2 separate regions of the Anser cygnoides genome follow, and region 1 is linked to region 2. The links are chromatin contacts, called in public Hi-C maps. All regions are on one chromosome and are shown on one strand. The core of a region is the stretch at or near the end of the contact, and the rest is flanking DNA. Distances in the headings are between cores, read along the strand shown.

The links. Hi-C and Micro-C count contacts between places; a contact is called where the count stands out from the background.
Region 1: a Hi-C map of liver shows a contact between it and region 2, with 11 times the contacts expected there. The contact joins the promoter of MCL1 here to the promoter of TXNIP in region 2. A contact is called at or near these places in 2 of 7 Hi-C or Micro-C datasets (both in liver).

What each region holds. Positions count from the first base shown.
Region 1 is chr33:1,375,118-1,378,165 of Taihu_goose_T2T_genome, reverse strand. It overlaps MCL1 (MCL1 apoptosis regulator, BCL2 family member), which reads left to right and starts at 1,515. Exons shown (of 4, transcript XM_048054279.2): 1 at 1,515-1,597; 2 at 1,599-2,065. The coding sequence starts at 1,530.
Region 2 is chr33:1,054,010-1,056,799 of Taihu_goose_T2T_genome, reverse strand. It overlaps TXNIP (thioredoxin interacting protein), which reads left to right and starts at 1,523. Exons shown (of 8, transcript XM_013201232.3): 1 at 1,523-2,003. The coding sequence starts at 1,754.

The DNA.
Region 1 (3,048 bases), core at 266-2,765, 320 kb before region 2:
AAAATCCTGATGAGGCCGGAGGGGGGGTGGGGGGTTGAGCCCCAAAGCCCCTCAGTTGCCTGGGATTGCCCCGGGATGGGGACACCGGGGATGGGGGGGCACCGGGGATGGGGGGTAACGGGAACATTGGGCACTGGGCATGGGGGTAATGGGGACGTGGGGCACCGGGGATGGGGACATCAGGGGTGTGGGGACACCGGGGACGTGCGGGTATTGGGGATGGGGGCTCTGGGGATGTGGGGGTACCAGGGATGGGGGTAATGGGGATGAGGGAAGTGGGGATAACAGGGATGGGGGTAATGGGGACATGGGGGCACTGGGGATGGGGACATCAGGGGTGTGGGGACACCAGGGGCATGCGGGTACTGGGGATGGGGGCACTGGGGATGGGGGGGCACCAGGAATGGGGGATAATGGGGACGTGGGGCACTGGGGATGGGGGTAATGGGGATGGGGGACACCAGGGATGGGGGTAACAGGGGTGAGGGGGCACCGAGGATGGGGACATCAGGGGTGTGGGGACACCAGGGACATGCAGGCACCGGGGATGGGGGCACTGGGGATGTGGGGGCACCGGGAATGGGGTTAATGGGGACATGGGGGCACCGGGGACGGGGACATGAGGGGAGTGGGGATAACGGGGATGGGGGTAACGAGGACATCAGGGGTTTGGGGACACCAGGGACGTGTGGGTACTGGGGATGGGGGATAATGGGGATCTGGGGGCACTGGGGATGGGGACATGAGGGGAGTGGGGATAACAGGGATGGGGGATAACAGGAACGTTGGGCACTGGGGATGGGGGTAATGGGGACAAGGGGGCACCGGGGATGGGGACATCAGGGGTGTGGGGACACCAGAGACGTGCAGGCACTGGGGATGGGGGCACTGGGGATGTGGGGGCACCGGGAATGGGGTTAATGGGGACATGGGGGCACCGGGGACGGCGACATGAGGGGTGTGGGGACACCAGGGGTGTGCGGGCACTGGGGGTGGGGGCACTGGGGATTGGGGGGGGCACCGGGGATGCGGAGATACCACGGATGGGGGCAGGGGGACGTGGGACATTGGGGCCGTGGCGACACCGGGGACACGGGCACGGCCGCGGCGTTTTCCTGCCCGGGCCCGGCGGCGCCAGCACCCCCGCGGCTCCTTCCCCGTCCCTTTCCCTACAACCCGGGGCGGATTTGGGGTCGCCCAAACCTCCCGGGGCGGGGGGGGAAGGCGGGAAGGCGGCACCCGGTGCCCTCCTCCCCCCCCTCCCCCGGTGCCCGGCTCCCGGTGCTGAGGCCGTGGCGGGGAGCGGGGGCCCGATCCCGGGATAAACGCCGGGAACTGAGGGGGGGGGGGGGGTCGGGATCAGGCCCCGGGGGGGGGGGAGGCGGAGCCGGAAGCGGAAGCGGAACCGGCTCGCCCCGTGCCCCGCCCCGCCCCCCCCCCTCCCGGTGGCGTCACGGCGCCCATATAAAGGGCCGCCCGCCCGCCCGGCCCCGCTCCCGAAGCCGCCCCGGGGCTCCGCCGCCGCCGCCATGTTCGCCCTGCAGCGCAACGCCCTCGTCGGCTTCAACCTCTACTGCGGCGGGGGGGGGGGGGCCCGGCGGCCCGGCCTCGCCCGGGGGGGGGGACCCGGCCCCGCCGTCCCCTTCCCCCCCCGGCCCCGCCGCCCCGGCGCCGGTGCCCGGTGCCCCCTGCTCGCTCCTTTTCGGCCCCGGGGCCTCCCCCCGCTCGCTCTTCGGTCCCGCCGCCCCCCGCTCGCCGCCGTTGTGGAGCCCCGAGGAGGAGCTGGACGGTTGCGAACCCGAAACCGAGAGGGGACCCGGGGGGGACTCGATGCCCGGGACCCCCCCGGAGCTGCCCGCCGACGAGCTGAGGCAGGACTCGTTAGAGCTCATCCTCCGGTACCTCCGGGAGGCGGCGGGGGAAACGGAAACGGGCTCGAAAAAGTTTTTGCCGGGTCTTTTGGGGAGGCCCGGGGGGGCGGGGGACGGCGTGATGGAGAAAGCGCTGGAAACGCTGCGGAGGGTCGGGGACGGAGTCCTGGAGAAACACGAGCTGGCCTTCCAAGGTGAGTTACCGGGCCTTAACGGGGCCTTAACGGGGGGTTACCGGGCCTTAACGGGGCCTTAACGGGGGGTTACCGGGCCTTAACGGGGGGTTACCGGGCCTTACCGGGGCCTTAACGGGGGGTTACCGGGCCTTAATGGGCCTTAACGGGGGCTTACTGGGCCTTAACGGGGGGTTACCGGGGCCCACCGGGGCTCTACCGGGGGCTGGGAGCTCGTCCCACCGGAGCCGAGCGGGTTAAAAGCGGCAGCTGGTGGCCAAAACCGAACCCGAACTTTGCCCGAAGGGGGGGGGGGAACAACAACAAAAAAAAAAACCCCTCGCCGTGGCTGCGCCGTGCTGATAACCCGGTTACCGATTAAACGGGGCCCGCCCGGGCTCTTGGCCCCGAGCCCGGTGGTTTTACCGGGATCCACCCCCAAAAATCCCCCCCCCCCCCCCCCCCCCCCGAAATAGCCCCAAAACCGCCCGGCCCCGGTGGCCCCGGGCGAGCAGGTGGCGGCGGGGCCGGGGCCGGTTTTCGGTCACCCCCCTGTCCTCGGGGGGAGCGATTTTTTGGGGTGGTTTTCCTGGAATTCGGGAGCGAGTTTCTGGGGGAGAGCTGGAAATTTCGGAGAGGCTTCCCGGAACTCGGCCGCGAGTTTTCGGGGAGCGGCGAGAAGTGGGAGAAATTTTGGGCTGGTTTCTCGGAATTTGGAGGCGAGTTGTTGGGGGGAGGGGGGGAGCGGTGAGAACGAGTCTTTTTGGGTCGGTTTTGCGGATTTTTTTTTTGAAGCGAGCCCTTTGGGGACCGGAAAGAACCGACCCCGTGGGGCTGGTTTTGCTTAGCTCAGAGAGAGGTCCTTGGGGACTGAGGAGATCGGGTTATTTTGGGCTGGTTTTGCGGAATTCGGAGGCGAGTCCTTGGGGACTGGGGAGAATTGACCATTTTGGGGCAGGTCTCGTGTAACTCGGGTGTGGGTTCTCGGAGACCCTTCGGGGCTG
Region 2 (2,790 bases), core at 274-2,773:
CCTTTGGAGGGGCACAGGACCCTACTGGGGGGGCACGGGACCCTACTGGGGGGGCACAGGACCCTACTGGGGGGGCACAGGACCCTTTGGAGGGGCACAGGACCCTACTGGGGGGGCACAGGACCCTACTGGAGGGGAACAGGACCCTTTGGAGGGGCACGGGACCCTGTTGGAGGGGCACAGGACCCTACTGGGGGGGCACGGAACCCTACTGGGGGGGCACGGAACCCTACTGGGGGGGCACAGGACCCTACTGGAGGGGAACAGGACCCTTTGGAGGGGAACAGGACCCTACTGGGGGGCACAGGACCCTGTTGGAGGGGCACAGGACCCTTTGGAGGGGCACAGGACCCTACTGGGGGGGCACAGGACCCTACTGGAGGGGAACAGGACCCTTTGGAGGGGCACAGGACCCTACTGGGGGGGCACAGGACCCTTTGGAGGGGCACAGGACCCTTTGGTGGGGGCACAGGACCCTTTGGAGGGGCACAGGACCCTACTGGGGGGGCACAGGACCCTACTGGAGGGGCACAGGACCCTTTGGTGGGGGCACAGGACCCTTTGGTGGGGGCACAGGACCCTTTGGTGGGGGCACAGGACCCTACTGGGGGGGCACAGGACCCTTTGGTGGGGGCACAGGACCCTACTGGGGGGGCACAGGACCCTTTGGTGGGGGCACAGGACCCTGTTGGAGGGGCACAGGACCCTACTGAGGGGCACGGGATCCTACTGGGGGGGCACAGGACCCTACTGGGGGGGCACGGGGCCCTACTGGGGGGGCACGGGACCCTACTGGGGGGGCACAGGACCCTACTGAGGGGGCACAGGACCCTACTGGGGGGCACAGGACCCTTTGGAGGGGGCACAGGACCCTGTTGCAGGCTGCAGATGGCGGTGGATGAGGGGAGCCCCCTCACGGTCCCCAGAAAGGACGGAGGGAGGCTGAGAGATGCCCCCCAGACCCCAATTCCGTCCTTTTTTTACCACAAAATAGACGTTTTTAGGTGCGGGGGGGGACATCACTGGGGGGCTGAGGGAACACAGGAGGTGACTGAGGGGGACTTGGGGGGGGGGCTGTGGAAGCCCCCAGCGGGCGGGGGTCGCCCCAAGCCCCCCCCCCCCCCCCCCCTCAGGGCCCAGCCCCAGGCGGGGGTCTCGCCCCCGGCCCTCACAGCTGGGAACAGAACATCCCGTTCCCCGCTCCCCATTGGCCTCCACCGCCGCCCGTCCTCACTTCCCATTGGCCCGCCGCGCTGTCACTCCGCCTCCCTCCCCGCCCCCGCCCCCGCCTTCCCCAGCCGAGCACACGCTCGCCTCTCCTTCACACGCTGTCCACGCTCCGCAGGCGGCGCGCTGATTGGCCAGCCGGCTTGTAAACAAGGCGGCGGCGGCCAATGGGCGCGCTGATCACGCGAGCAGCACGGCCTGGCCACGCGCCTTCGGCGTGGAGCGCCTGGCATCAACAGGCGCGGGAGGGGGGAGCGCGGGCGGGCGGAGGCTATAAAAGGGGGCGGGCGGCGGCGCCGCGGCCAGAGCGCTGAGGGCAGCAGGAGGCGGAGGAGCTACGCAGCGGCTCTGCGGCGGGCAGAAAGGGGTTAAACCTCCTACTTTTTTTTTCTTTTTTGACTGAAACCAGCCTTTTTTGGGGTGGTTTATAGCCTTTTTTCCTCCTTGCGAGGAAGAAAAACCTATCTCTGCCCCGCGTCGCCGCTCGCTGCTTCCTCGGGAGAATCCTCACGCACTCACCTCAGCCATGGTGATGTTCAAGAAAGTTAAGACCTTCCTCGTGGCCTTCAGCGAGCCCGAGAAGGTTTATTGTAGCGGGGAGAAGGTGGCCGGCCGCGTGCTGGTGGAGGTGGCCGAGGTGACTCGCGTCAGCGCCGTCAAGGTGCTGGCCTGCGGGGTGGCCAAAGTCAACTGGGCCAAGGGCCCCCAGCAGTGCAAGCAGGAGATGGAGTACCTGCGCTTCGAGGACGTCCTGACCCTGGAGGAACAGCCCACAGGTGAGGGCTTGGGGCTGGGAGAAGGGGGTGTGGAGGTGGGTCTCTCCTTGGGGTGTCCTGGCTGTGCCCCCTTGGGTGTGGGGTGTCTTGGTGGGGAGTTTTGGGGGAGTTTTGGGGTGGGAGGGCTCAGCGCTGAAAGTGGAACCGGGTGGTGGCTGGAACTCGGGAGAAATGAGGAAATGGATAGAGGCCTCACAGCTGGGCAAAGGGAAAGGTGAGGGTTTCTGTGCCCTGTGAGGAGCCCGGAACAAAAGCAGCCGTGCTGCGACCAAGGGACCTGGGTGTTGAAGTGGCTGGGAGCAGGCAGAATGAGATCGGTTTGGGCTGGGTGTTGCAGGGCAGCAGGAGCTGAGCCTGGTGCCTGCAACAGGTAGGCAGGGAGGGGCCCGCACAGATGGTGCCAGAGGCGAGGAGTTTCCAGGGCACGGAGAACTTCCCTGCCTGCCTTCAGCCTCCCTGTTGGGCTGGCTGCAGGGTAGGCGGAGAGGGAGTTGGCAGAGTTCCCGGGAGATACCTGGGGTGATGTGAAATCTCAGAGATAAACAGCGAGGAAGGTGGTGTTGGATACTCCTGCAAAGTCCAAGGGGGAGGCAGTGGGGAGGGGTAACGCAGGCTGAACTGAGGCAAGATTGTGTTTGTGGCCTCAGCTGCGGATGTTGAAAGAGGAAGTGAAAGTGCTGCTCGCTTCATGAGGACATGAAGTTCTGTGGTTGTTTGGGGACAGGTGTGGGAGGCTCTTAGCAAACAGCTAATGCTGCTCTAGCTCATGCAGCCTCTGACTTGATCG